Linked DNA regions of Mus musculus: regions 2, 3, 4 and 5 are each linked to region 1. A link is a contact called in public HiChIP or PLAC-seq and promoter capture Hi-C data. All regions are on one chromosome and are shown on one strand. Each heading gives the region's core, a stretch centred on a gene start, on an enhancer-like site or on the middle of the called end of the contact. The rest is flanking DNA. Distances are from core to core; before and after follow the strand shown.

The links. Promoter capture Hi-C pulls out the DNA fragments that hold promoters and counts their contacts. HiChIP or PLAC-seq counts read pairs in DNA pulled down with a chosen protein or histone mark.
Region 2: a contact with region 1 is called in a promoter capture Hi-C map of erythroid cells, with 13 times the contacts expected there. The contact joins the promoter of Crls1 here to the promoter of Snrpb in region 1. A contact is called at or near these places in 2 of 39 promoter capture datasets (erythroid cells and pre-B cells).
Region 3: a contact with region 1 is called in an H3K4me3 HiChIP or PLAC-seq map of pro-B cells, with 12 times the contacts expected there. The contact joins the promoter of Mrps5 here to the promoter of Snrpb in region 1. A contact is called at or near these places in 4 of 39 promoter capture datasets (hippocampal neurons, liver and pre-B cells), 1 of 484 Hi-C or Micro-C datasets (B cells), 2 of 115 datasets of contacts at active chromatin or transcription factors (pro-B cells and regulatory T cells) and 2 of 9 other capture datasets (adipose tissue and liver).
Region 4: a promoter capture Hi-C map of liver shows a contact between it and region 1, with 3 times the contacts expected there. The contact joins the promoter of Bub1 here to the promoter of Snrpb in region 1. A contact is called at or near these places in 2 of 39 promoter capture datasets (embryonic stem cells and liver).
Region 5: a contact with region 1 is called in a promoter capture Hi-C map of liver, with 4 times the contacts expected there. The contact joins the promoter of Acoxl here to the promoter of Snrpb in region 1. A contact is called at or near these places in 1 of 39 promoter capture datasets (liver) and 1 of 115 datasets of contacts at active chromatin or transcription factors (astrocytes).

What each region holds. Positions count from the first base shown.
Region 1 is chr2:130,178,096-130,180,641 of GRCm38.p6, reverse strand. It overlaps Snrpb (small nuclear ribonucleoprotein B), which reads left to right and starts at 1,278. Exons shown (of 7, transcript NM_009225.2): 1 at 1,278-1,408. The coding sequence starts at 1,406.
Region 2 is chr2:132,845,394-132,847,939 of GRCm38.p6, reverse strand. Crls1 (cardiolipin synthase 1) reads right to left here and starts at 1,274. Exons shown (of 7, transcript NM_001024385.1): 1 at 815-1,274. The coding sequence starts at 1,123.
Region 3 is chr2:127,586,142-127,588,687 of GRCm38.p6, reverse strand. Mrps5 (mitochondrial ribosomal protein S5) reads right to left here and starts at 1,262. Exons shown (of 12, transcript NM_029963.2): 1 at 1,203-1,262. The coding sequence starts at 1,260. It also overlaps a transcript of Zfp661 not described here.
Region 4 is chr2:127,830,591-127,833,136 of GRCm38.p6, reverse strand. It overlaps Bub1 (BUB1, mitotic checkpoint serine/threonine kinase), which reads left to right and starts at 1,278. Exons shown (of 25, transcript NM_009772.2): 1 at 1,278-1,417. The coding sequence starts at 1,392.
Region 5 is chr2:127,853,353-127,855,898 of GRCm38.p6, reverse strand. Acoxl (acyl-Coenzyme A oxidase-like) reads right to left here and starts at 1,271. Exons shown (of 18, transcript NM_028765.3): 1 at 913-1,271. The coding sequence starts at 1,065.

The DNA of each region.
Region 1 (2,546 bases), core at 29-2,528:
TTTCTTTTATTCACTTTATATCTGGATCATAGCCCTTGCTCCCTCTTCTATTCCCAAATCCCGCCCTTACAAATCCCCCCCCCCGCCCCCACCATTGCCTCCATCCCATACCACTGTTGGTCCCAAGGGGGATTCCAATCTCATTCAGATGGGAAACTAAATAGTCATTGGAGGTGGATGGACAGAGGGAACTGGGTAGGGGAGGAAGGGGTGAGGAAGGGAATGGGTGGGGGTGGGGGTGTGATGTGGTGGGGAGGAGTTGGGGTTTTTCTCTGGTGGCTAGCTGGAGCCTGGGGCTGGGGAGGATACCTATGGAGGTGACTCTAGCTGAGATTCCTACCAGAGGGGGATATAGAGACTGAAGTAGCCACCTCCTGTAGCCAGGCCGGACTCCGAGAGGCGGGAAGGGGACATCAATCCAAACTTCGACCCAAAATTTGTCTTGCTTAAATCCCGGTTTTTAAAGTCAATTCAAGGGTGCCAAAATACACTTGCGTTAAGTGAAAAGGATATGCATATCGTAAGCGTGCTTATGTAGAAAAAAAATTAGCATATTGTGACTTGGGGAGTTACTCCGAGTCTGGGAAGGCATGCCCTTCCAATAATAAGGGGACTACGGTTTAGTATGTCAGATAGCAATCAATATTTGAAAACAAGCAAAAAGGAAGCGCGAAGAGCCTGAGAAAGTTGCATTTTTTTTTTTTTTTCCTAGAAAGAATGGTCAGGAAAGTCCTCACCAGGACTGTCATTTCTGTTTAAATCCTGGAGGTAAGGGCATGAGGGTGTGCATATACCTGCGAGTCTAGCGCTCCTGGTGAGACAAAAGCAAATGCAAAGAGGGAAGAACATAGAGAGAAGCTAGAGAAGTGGCTTCCTAGAGTGAGTTCACAAGAGCGCTGGGTGAGAACTGGATGGGAGTGGGGTCTGGGACATCGGCGTGTAAACCAAGCACTCCAGCGGAGACTTTAGCTGGGGAGGTGTCTGTCCTCCAAGGATGTTTGCCGCCCAAGTATGGTGTACGCCAGCATCTGGTACTAAGAACGCGGTGGGTAGGAGGATCCGAAGCTCAAGACCCAGTGAGACCCGGTCTAAAGCAAAACAAAACGAGGAGGAAAACTCCAATAAAATCAACAAAGGGGGGGAAAAATCCACCCAAAACAAAACAAAACAAAACAAAACCACCACACAATCCGTCAGCTGATGCTAATGCTCCGCCCCCTAATTGCGTTCCAGAGACCGGAACTCCAGGTCCGAGGCCGGACCGGAAGTAGCTTCACTAGCGGCGGCATTTTGCAGGCAGCATTTCCGTTAGCGGCGGCGGCGGGAATCCAGCGGCTGGCTGGCTGGCGACTAGGCCTCTGTGGCAGAGAATCCGGCGGGAATCTGAGCCATCCGAGCCGCCACCATGGTGAGAAGGCGCGGGCTGGCTGTAGGGCGCTCGGGGGTGCGGAACGGGGCGGTAGCTGGCGGCGTCCGTGGGCTGGAGCCGAGCCGAGCCGCCCGTGGCGGAGGAGGTCGGGGTGGAAGCCGCTTCATCCCAGCGCCAAAGGCCTGGACTTGCCGTGAGGCTGCGACCGGGTAGAGGGGAAGGCCGACCGGGGTACAGAGGCCGATGCGCGGCCGTCAAACGTCGTGTCCCGGAGCCACGGCGGTTTCGGCCCCGCGGCCTCCGTAGCTTTAAACTTGGGCGTCAGTGTGTGCCCGGGCTTTTGGAGCTGGCGCAGGCCTCGGGCCGACCGGGCAGCGCCGGGCGAGGCGGAGGAGTAGCGGAGGTCACGGCCCGAAACCGGAGTCGAGCAGCGGAGGGAGCGGGAGGCTGGAGGAGAGGGTTTGCCAGCAGAGCGCGCGCGACCTTGCTTCTCGTATTTTGATGTTGGGCTGTGTCGGGCGCCGGGGCTGCACCCTAAAGTAAGTTCTGTCTTCACTTGGGCCAGTTTCTGGCCAGGCAGTCCTAATATAGCTACAATATAACTAATATCGCAGTGGTAGCTCAGCGTTAGGCAAAAGTAACGGCAGTGGGAGGAACGAGAACGTTTTCTCCAGGAGGTGACTCCCAAATGATTGTTTCGGGGCACCCGGCTCCCCCATGGGAGGGAGGGTTAGCAATCTGGAAAACTGAGAGAGCAAAGCAGTCGATGGCACGAACTTTCCAGGAGTCTGGTTGCTGAAGGCCCAGTCTTGCTTTATCCTGTTGGTAGTGAACGATCGCTGCAAGATTTTTCCCAGGCTTAATGAACTTAAGTTCTTAAAGGTCAGCCAGGGAAAGTGGTCTTTGCTTGAAATCTCAGTTTGTTATAATTTCTGTACTCAAAATCCTAATTTTATTTAGTTTTGGCTACAGACCACATGTAATAAATACCTCGAATCTCTCCAAAAGATTACTCTAGTTGCGTGGCTGAAGAAACCCGAGGTGCTCAAACAGGATATTGCTTTTCTTTTTTCTTTTTTTCCAAGAGTTGACTGAGGCAAGTCCTTACATAATCTTCAGCCGGAGTAGCCTATTTTACCAGTAAAAATGAATGACACTGGGTCCAATTTTGAGGATC
Region 2 (2,546 bases), core at 25-2,524, 2.7 Mb before region 1:
TTTGTGAAAGTCGACAAAGCTTAATCTCAAATTACCCAACCAGATAACCTGTGGCATACTCGGCCAACTGTGCTGGGAAGGGCTTCAGCCAGGTTGAGGGCAACTTCAAAGCATCCGGCGGCGTTCAATCTCCAAGAGTTTTAAAGCTAGGCCTGAAGCTGTGACCCCTGCCGGGGTGTGGCCACCTCAGCCCATGCTGTGTAACTGAGGAGAGCAGGGCAGTACAGTGGCCGCTGAAGACCTAACAATTGAAGATGTAATAATTGCATGGACTTGCTAACATGACATCAAAAGCTGGGCCACACTCATGCTCTGGTGTCACCTGCTTGGGAAGTTATCTTACCAGGCAAGGTGAACAAATCCTTCTGTTACGTCAAGAATAGTCTGAAGCTTTCTATAATACAAAGTTGAAAGATCTTTTCATTACAACCTAAGCCAGATAATTATCCTCCGTGATACTGCTAAAGACCAAAGGATGATGTAATCTGCACAAACGGACAGAAGGGCCGTTCTTATGGTTCCGCCGAACTTAACCCTGAAGATTCACTTCAAAAAATTAAAAACAGATTAACTAGACGAGCGATGGTTGTTTTTACCTATGCAACGTGTAGACACACCTCCCAGCAACGGGTGTGCACACAAGGGGATTACAGTGGGTTTCAACTTGGCCAGAGACTGTACCCGGCGGGGGACCCCTGAAGTTCACCAAGATCGAACGCCCTGGCTGCCCGTAACTTCCCAGAACACCGGGTGAGTGTCGCGACAGAGCGCCGAGCCCGTCACCTGCGTCCCGCCGACCCTCCCTCGCACGTACCGAGCTGGCGGCGCTCGCCGGGACCCATCGGGCGCTGGGGGCCTGCGCGGCGGCACCTCCTCCTCCGGCGGCGGGCTCCGGGGCTGCCTTCCCCGCGCCCGAGCAGTGGGTCCGCGGGCCGGCGCCGGGCAGCCGCAAGGCGAACGCGGCCGGCCGCAGCCGCCAGCGCTCAGCCAGGCAGCCGAGGCAGCAGGCCGCGGGCGGCAGCAGGGCCCTGCGGGAGCCGCCCCTGCCGAGCCGCGCCCCCGGAGGCCGGAGGGCCACGCGAAGAGGGCCCCACGCGCCGCGCGCCACGCGCCAAGCCAACATGGCCGTGTGGCCTCCACGGAGTCCAAGAGTCGAGAACTCAGACGCCCCTGGCACCGGCTGCCAGCTTCTCTAGAGAAGTCGAGCGGTGCCGAGGCCGTATGGACAGCTCCATACTAATTTCTACACTCTGGCACTTTCCGCTTATACAGGTGGCCTGAACCGCCAAGGGAGTCAGCTTTCACGACGTTTTCACGACACCCAGCCGCTCTGCTCACCGGCGCCCCCGCGCGGCAGCGGCGAGCACGAACAGCTAAGGCCCGCAGGTTAGGAAGACCTGACTAGTGAGTAGAGCCGCTAGTGCCTGCAGGCTAAGAAGAATGACAGGTAGGGAAGACCAAGAGCGAGTGCCACGTGGCCACAGGAAGCCACTTATATCAGGCCTGCCTGATGCCAAGTGGCCCGCTGGTGTGCATGGCTCTGTATTATCACTGGAGATGTAAAGCATTAGTGTTGGCATCAAAGTAGTTAAGTACCTACTCTGCTTCCTTAGCACTAAATGCATATGAATAGAGCAAAGGGAAATGTCAATAATAGCAATCACTAATTGTTTACTTGGGAAGTGCTTACTGTATGCGTTATAGTGTCATTATTTATCCTCTCAACAACTCTAACATGCCTTCTGTATTTGCCTTTACTTTTACAGGTACAGAAGCCCGTGGACAGGAGAAACCTGCTTATTCTAAGTCTGAATTAGAAACAAATCAGTTCACTGTTATAACCTTACCTAACCTACCATTTTGTTATAGATTTGAGCTTGAACCCAGGGCCTTGAATCCAGGTCGGGCAAGAACCAAACCAGTGAAAGGTCACCACGTGGTGATGTCTTGCAGTCTTTCCACTGTTCTTCAGCCCAGTCTGTGATGGCACACACTCACCTGGAAGTTGTTCGTAAAGCCCACATCACATTTGACGATTGTAGTCTTTTTTTTTTTTTTTTCCAAGACAGGGTTTCTTTGTGTAGCTCTGGCTGTCCTGGAACTCACTCTGTAGACCAGGCTGGCCTCGAACTCAGAAATCCGCCTGCCTCTGCCTCCCGAATGCTGGGATTAAAGGCGTGCACCACCACGCCCGGCTAAGGATTGTAGTCTTAAGGAGCTTTTTATCAAGATCATCTTTATTTTGTTTTGGTTTTTGCGAGAGGCCTAGACTTTTCTTTTTAATTAAAAAAGGAAGAAAGAAAAATGAAGAAAAGGAAAGAAGAGGAAAAGAGAAGAAAAATCTAAGCAGTGGTATGAAACAAAGAGAAAAAGAAGTAAAAAGATAAATCCAGGTGGCCGTGGTGCATGCCTTTAATCCCAGCACTTGGGAGGCAGAGGCTGATAGATATCTGTAAATTCCAGGTCAGCAAGGGCTACACAGAGAAAATCTGTCTCGAAAACAAAAACAAAGTCAGTTTCTGTTCATAATTAGAGTTACATCCCCT
Region 3 (2,546 bases), core at 13-2,512, 2.6 Mb after region 1:
CTACTTGGTAGTTAGTTCCTTAGTTAAACACTGAGGTGTCACTTCAACCAGCAATTCCACCCAGGAAATACCCACAAGAGGACGGACATGTGCACAGACAGAAGCACAGCATCCAAATGTTTTAACATCAGTCCTAACAGCCAAAAGATGGAAACGGCTCAAACGTTCATCCGCCAATGAGTGGATAAACAAAATGTGGTGTAATGGACACAAGAGTATTATTGGCTCACAAGCAACATGGGACTGGTATGTCACAGCAGGGACAAATCCTGACAACACAGCATTATTGGCAGATGCCAATCGTAGAAACCAGATGCCCAGAACAGACAAGCTATGGACAGATGGGAAATAGATCAGTAGTCTCCCAGTGTTGACGGCTAGTGAGAGATGGCGAGGGGTGGGGGCAACAGTTAAAAGGTACAGTTGTTTTTTCTTTTGGAGTGATGAAAATGTTCTCAAACTGACTGTGATGATAAATGCACCGTCTACAAAAACACTAAAACAAAACCTTTGAAGTGTACACTTTAGATAGATCACCTGCGAGCGCTAGTGAATGTTACAACTTACTATGGACAGAGGCCTTAATGAGATGGTTTCAACGCCGGCAAAACAAACGAAGGCTCAAGTCACATACCCTATCAAGTGATTTCAGGTTAAATATTGCAACAAAATGAACTTTCTGGACCAGGACCTTGAGCACAATGTCCAGCGCGAAGCTATTCCTACAAGCCAACGCCATGCTAGAGATCGGCACACAACTGAAAAGGGCGGCAGGAAGACGGTGACAGCAAAAGTATATTCTGGCAAACGGATCGGCCCAGACGCTAAAATGACAGCTAGTTAATCTAACAGACTCAGTAAGAGTCTGTTAGACTTTTTGCTGGCGGCACTCTGACTCGAGACAGGGATTGACATCACCCTATGAACCACAGACTATGCTTGCTACATTCGCTCCTCCTCACAGAGTGGGCCTGAACGGTCTCCCTGGCCGAAAGCACACTGCCCAGTTCACTCCTTATACTCTCAAACGGCGCGACCAGAGAGGGACAGAAGGCGCGCAAGGTCACACAGCCGGCCGGACCCGAATGGGAGACTGAGATCAAGGACTCGGCGACTTCTCGCGTTCCTGGAGCCTAGACTCGACAGACCCGAGGGAAAGACCCCTGCTCGCGCGCGCTTTCGGTCCGGGTCCCAGGGCTCACCTGCCTGCAAGCTACACAATGCAGGGAGACAGCCTGCAGCGCGTACGGCCGCCGCCATGCTGGAGCCGGAGCAGCGACTCCGCCTGTCTCTGGAACCGCCTTCCTCACCGCCTGCAGCAACGAGCTGCGACCGCGCCTTGTCACAAGTTCGTCGTCAGCGCAGAGAGGTGTGCTGAGGCTCGAGGGCCACCATTCAGCGCACACGGAAAACTGCCCTCGTGGACCACAGAGGAAACTGAGTCAGGCTCAGCCTCGGACAGCTGCTCAGGGGTCCTCGCGCTAGGACCCCGGGCAGGGGCGGGGCGAGGGCGGGGCTAGCTCTGGGCTCTTTTCTCTGATAGTAGCCTAATGGATCACATCTCACCAGTAGCAGGCTTGACCTGGCAAAGTCAGTTCTGCGGAACCGGGAAAGAGTCTGGGAACATCGGGAAGGAGCCCGGGGGTGAATGAGACAAAGTGTGGGAAGTCCGTAAAGGCCCAAAGTTTATTAAACATATGTTGCCTTTGTTGTGTATTCATGGTACAGGTTGTTCACACACAGTCATGTTCCAGCCCGAGGCCACGGGTTTTACCCCACCTGCTCATGGCTTTACACTATCCATGCTTGCCCAAATGAGTCACATATGATGGTTCTGGACTCCTCCCCTGAAACTTTAAGCCTGCAATAAACTGTTTCTGTGTTGCCCTGGTCATGGTGTTTTGTCACGGCAATAGAAAGTAACACAGGGGCTTTCTTCATTAGCTTCTTGGGATTATCATTTAAGGCTTCTACCTTTCCTGAGGGCAGTGGTTGTTGGGCAAGCCACATTTGCTACCTAATGTCTTGGTCATGATTCGAAACACCTGCAGTCTCTGAGCAAGTTCAGAATTGCTTGTGAGAGTGCCTTGGCTACTTTGTAAGTCTTTGCAGCACAGGCTGGGGAGGCTTTAGTTCATTCAGTAAGGATATCCATGAAGACCTATAGGCAGCTGAAGACGTGGCAAGACTTGGTAAACTATGTCCTCCAAATCTGTCACAGGTTCGTGACCATGTCTGAGCACATACCATGCAGCCCCCAAGAAACTCAGGAGCAGACTGGAAGAATCATTTTCCTGAGAAGAGGTGATTGTATGTTTCTCCTGACCTTGTCCAACCAAAGTATCACAGGGCTCTTTTACAAGCTCTCTGGGAACATAGTTGAGGATTTCTGTATGCAGCCATCCTTCAGAATTGCAGAAGAACCCTTTCACAGCTGCCCTTTTCACTGCCTTAGGGGCAGACCGAGGCTTACAAGAGATCCATGAGACTGACAGAGGCGAAAGGGATCAACAAAAATTAGACAGCAGTGCTGAGACCTTGGCAGC
Region 4 (2,546 bases), core at 29-2,528, 2.3 Mb after region 1:
TGCATGCTGAAAGGAGCCTGATATGTCTGTCTCCTGAGAGGCCTTGCCAGAGCCTTACAAATAGAGGCAGATGTTAGCAGCCAAACATTGGAAGTGTATTCTTAATCTACTTTGCTTGCTACTATCTACGAGGAATGCAAGAACCTGGAACTCCCTCTAGTGGTGTTTACCAATTCTGCCAATATCATGGCCACAGACAATATTTTCGTGTGCAGCTATAAAGACATGTCAGGAATGTTCCTCTAGTTAGATGATTCTAGGAAATCAAATGGGAAATCACTCATAATTCTTTTCTCTAGGTTAGAAAATGTCTATCTGTCCAGAAGCTGCAATATCTTTTTTATCAACTTGAAGGAGCTGAAAAACTCCCAGGACCTTTAGAAACAGGAAGGTAGTAATCGCATGAGTCTTTTATGTTCTACTTGCTTTGGTCAAGTGACCCTAGAGAGGCAAAGTGGGAAGTTATTAAAACTCAAGAAGCAGGGAAGACTAGATTATTTCTCAACTCACTCTCAGGGCACATGAACATGTTAAATATTTATTCTTGGACTTCCGGACTCTTTAAAATTACTATGAATATTTTACAAATACGTGTGGGTGTGCCTTTATGTGAACCAAGTGTGGCAGAGGCCAAAGGCATGGGATCCCATAAAACTCTGGATGGACACACACACACACACACACACACACACACACACACACATATACATGGCTATTTGTCTTCATTCGTGAACCAGACATAATGATTGTGGTTTCCTCATTTGTTATATGAGTATGTGCCACGGCATGCATGTGGAGATCAGAGGACAACTTGAGGAAGTTGGTTTTCTTTCCTTCCACCTTGTGGATGCTTTTATTCACCGAGCCAGCTCACCAGCTATGCCATTTCTGTTAAGCAAAGAGGACAAAAATTCGTGAGTGACTCTCAAGACCCAAGAGGACTCAAAGGGGTTTCAGTCACAGAATCGTCACGTTCGGCCTGGTAGTGTAATACTGTAAGCCAGTTGCCATTTATACCGTTTTTTAAAAAGTAATAATAATAACTCTATGCCAAAACATGGCTAGTGTCTCACTAGAATGGAAACAAACCTTAGCTCAGTCAGCACCTAGCATAGGACTCACTAAAAGGCAAATGAAAAGAACTGCGGGCTAGGGACGGAGGGGGCGGGGACGGAGGCGGGACTTTGTCTCCCAGCAACGGCCGCAGCGATTGGCCAGCTCTCCCGCAGCGGAGACCAATAGTCAGGCGCGCTGCCCACGTTCGACATCACAAGTGCGGCTGCGCGGGGAATTCGAATCGCCGGCGGCCTTCGAGACTCGGGGTTAGGGGCTGATGGGGAGTTTGGTCGGCGGCTGGTGGGGTATTTCGCCGCTGCGCGTTTTTTCTCGTCATGGACAACCTAGAAAATGTCTTTCGGTAAGTGTCGGTCAGGTGCGGTGAGGTGGGCCGGTCGGGACGGTTAGAGTCCGGGTCCCTCAGGCGCGCTTTCTCCTCAGCGCCGCTTCCTCAGCGGGTTCGCTGCACCAGGCCTCAGCCAAGGCGGTAGCCCCCGGGTCACTCGAGTAGACGTGCAAGCTGCAGCCGGCTACCGTTTTGTGCCGAGGATTTGGGCAGTCTGCGGAACCTTCTGAAGTCACGTATCTTCTCCATGGGGAACTTCCTCTAGACGCGAGGGACGCCCCGCCTTCAAAACCCAAACTTGTGTGGTGGTGGAGATTTTTGGAGAAAATTTCAAAGTCTGATAAAAATGCCACCCAACTAAGGAAAGAATTTATTATTTCTCGATTGCCTGATACGTAAGAAAAAAATTAAAGCTGAACTTTATGGGGGGGGGGGAATGCTTGCTATTAAGTCATTTGAGGCTTCCTGCAGGCACTGATTGGTTATTTGTTTTTGTTTTGGGGTCTGGGGGCGGGCGCTTAGGTGACTTACTCAGCCTGTGATGTTAAGCCATTTAAAACTGTTAAATCGGATGTTACAAGAAATACAATTTTATTTTCATCAGTTCTTTAGGTATTCTAAGAGTAAGATATCCAAAATCTGTTGGCGTTAAGCAATTTAATTTTTGATCAGATCGACTAAGGATTTCCCCTCCCCGTTCTAAAATAGAAGCTAGGTATTTTGATTTTTAAAGACTAATTTATTTTAATGATTTGATGTTTAAGCCATTTTCCCAGGAGGTGTGGTTGGTGTGGGGCTATTCAATGTTTGTTTATCTTGGACAAATATTTGTATTTCTTATTTTGCTAAATAAGAACTTCTAAACACAGAAGTAGTGCTGACATTTCAAACATGCTAAAAAGAATCCAAAATGAATCCAAAGTGAAAAAGTGAGAATCGTTGACTTAAAAATAAATTGCTAAAATCTCTACTAAATTATGAGAAAACCATTGCAGTTTCTCTGAATGATCATTTCAGTTTGCCAGTGAAATATATTTTGAGATATAGTTTTCTGGTCATCTACCAAAATACTACTTTTAAATTCTTTTTCTCCTAATCTTATCATTTCTCAGTTTAAAAACCTATGGTTGTTTCTCAACTTGAT
Region 5 (2,546 bases), core at 22-2,521, 2.3 Mb after region 1:
GAGGGAGGGAGGGAAGGAAGGAAGGAAGAAAGAAAGAAAGAAAGGAAGGAAGGAAGGAAGGAAGGAAGGAAGGAAGGAGAAAGAGAGAGAAAGAAAGAAATCGCCCTTGGTGTACAAAAATTTTACATTGTAAGCCAGGCATGATAGTGCATGTTTTAATCCCAGTACTCTGGAGGCAGATCTCTATGAGTTCAAAGCCAACCTGGTCTATGTAGAGAGTTCTGGGCCAACCAGGGCTACACAATGAAGCTTGTCTCAAAAGAAAAAAAAAAAAAAGGAAGAAAGGAAGGAAGGAAAGAAAGAAAAAAGAAATAAAAAAGAAAAAAAGAAGAAAAAAGAACAAAGGAAAGAAAAATGTGTTTCTTAGTATTTTGTCATTTCATGCTTATTTTATAATTAAAAATTTCAATTTTCTTTTGATTGTGCATTTTAACATAGAAAGACATATTGATCTTACCTGCAACTTTACTGAATTTACTAGTCCTAACATATTTTTGTGCAATTATGATGATTTTCAACGATAAGAGCATGGCATCATAAAGACAATTTCATCTTCTTTCTCTCCAACTTTTTATGTCTGATTTTTACTCACAGAGTCTGTCACTGCCTGATGTACCATAAACGTATATGTGTTTTACTATGCAGTGTGTCCTCCTGTATTAAACTATAAGCTCCACAAATACCTGCTTTACTTTCTGTCCCTTGGTGTCTAGCTCATTGTTGGAGCCAGTAAATAACTGTGAAGTGAGTGAGTCACCTCACCTGCCATACTGAAGGGACTTAACAAATGGTAGCAAGTAGTAATTGTTGTTACCTTTTACACAACACTTGACTGTAAAAGTAGTAATTAAGTTTTCAAATAAAAAGATCTTATTTATAAAAAATGGTCACAGTATCAAGAAATAAACAAACCATGATTCCAGCTGCTCTGGAGTCCCTTGGCAGACAACACACTCCCTGGCAGGCTCTCTGAAGAAATCCCTGTGGTCCCCGCAGATGACAGCACACTTTGGATGCCAATCTATACAGAGGGACTTCTATAAACAGTCCACTCCATCCTGTCATCTCTGCTCAACTCTTCCACAGGATCCCATGGGGCCAGGGCTGGCCTGGCCAAGTGGCCAGCATCCAAGTGCATGGGGCTGGAGCTGGGACAAAGACTCCTGCCAAAAGCAGCACACAGACCAAGATCCAGGGTAGCCTGTCACAGCCTGCTAGGAAAAGCCAGGGTTCCAGGACAAACAGAAGCCAGAGGGCCCAAGCCCAAAGAGGAAAGGTCTCAGAGAAAGAAAGTCAGAGCAAGCACAGGGATGGGTGGGAGGAGGCTTCTCTGTCATGATCCTTAGGACCAATAGGGACTGGGTTGGTGTTGAGGCCTAAACAGGACAGAATTTCATGAAGAACCAATGACAGACTCACTTCTTTGGCTTCTTGACATAGTCCCTGCTCAGCTAGAGTTTTGCAATGCACTCATGACTTCCGGGGGGTGGGGGGTCGGGGGGGGGGGGGAAGAAGTCTAACATCTTAGGGGTTATCAGGAAAGTAACCGGTTTCCTCATTCTCAAGCACCTTCAGAAGTGAGGCAATCTGACCTTAGAATATCATTCCATCTTAGAGCTAATCACCAGTCTCTCTAATGTAAAACACCCAAAACTAAAACTAATTTAAAAAAAATATATAGTTAGAGTAAATACAACGATCAGGCCATAGGTTGTCTGCCAATTCCCACCAGGCAGCTAAGAGTGGGCTTCCCGGAACCTGTGGATGATTTAAACCAGTGTTGTTCAGACTTCAAGGTCCCTAAGCCCCTTTACACTTAAAAACTACTGAGGGACCAACGAGATGGCTCAGTGGGTAAAGGTGCTTGCCACTAAGCCTGATGACCAGACTTCGAGCCTTAGGACCCACATGGAAGACGAAAAGAACCCACTCTCACAAGGTGCCCCTGACCTCCACATGCATGCTGTGGCATATGTGTGTCCATACACATACACACAAAAAAACAAACACATAAGTAAATAAATAAATATAAAAAGAAAAAAAAAACTGTGAAACTGCCGAGGAGCTTTCCTTGTGGTTCTATTTAGCAATTTACCATATTGGTAATTAAAACAGAGAAATCTGGTACTTTAGTCATTGTAAATAATAATAAACTCATAAAGTAATAGTTTCATGAAAATACACACAATTTCCAAAATCCAAAAAGGAGATAAAAAATAAAATAAGTTAGACAAATAGAGTTATCTTACATTTTACAAATTGTTTGAATATCTAGCCTAATTAAAGACACCTTGGCTTTCAGCTTTGCCTTTGCTGTGAGGTGCCCTTTGGGTTAGTTTGTCACAAAAGTCCTGCATCACACACACAGAAAACCAGGCATTTATTTTTCAGGTGGCACCTGCAAACATCTCAGAGATATCCAGGGATTGTCAGACCACACTCAAGGACCACTGGGCTAGGCCATGTTCCTGCTACCAATGCCTGCCCATGCAAATTATTAGGATGATGATAACACAGGGGATTGTGGGTAATTTTCTTTCAGTCTC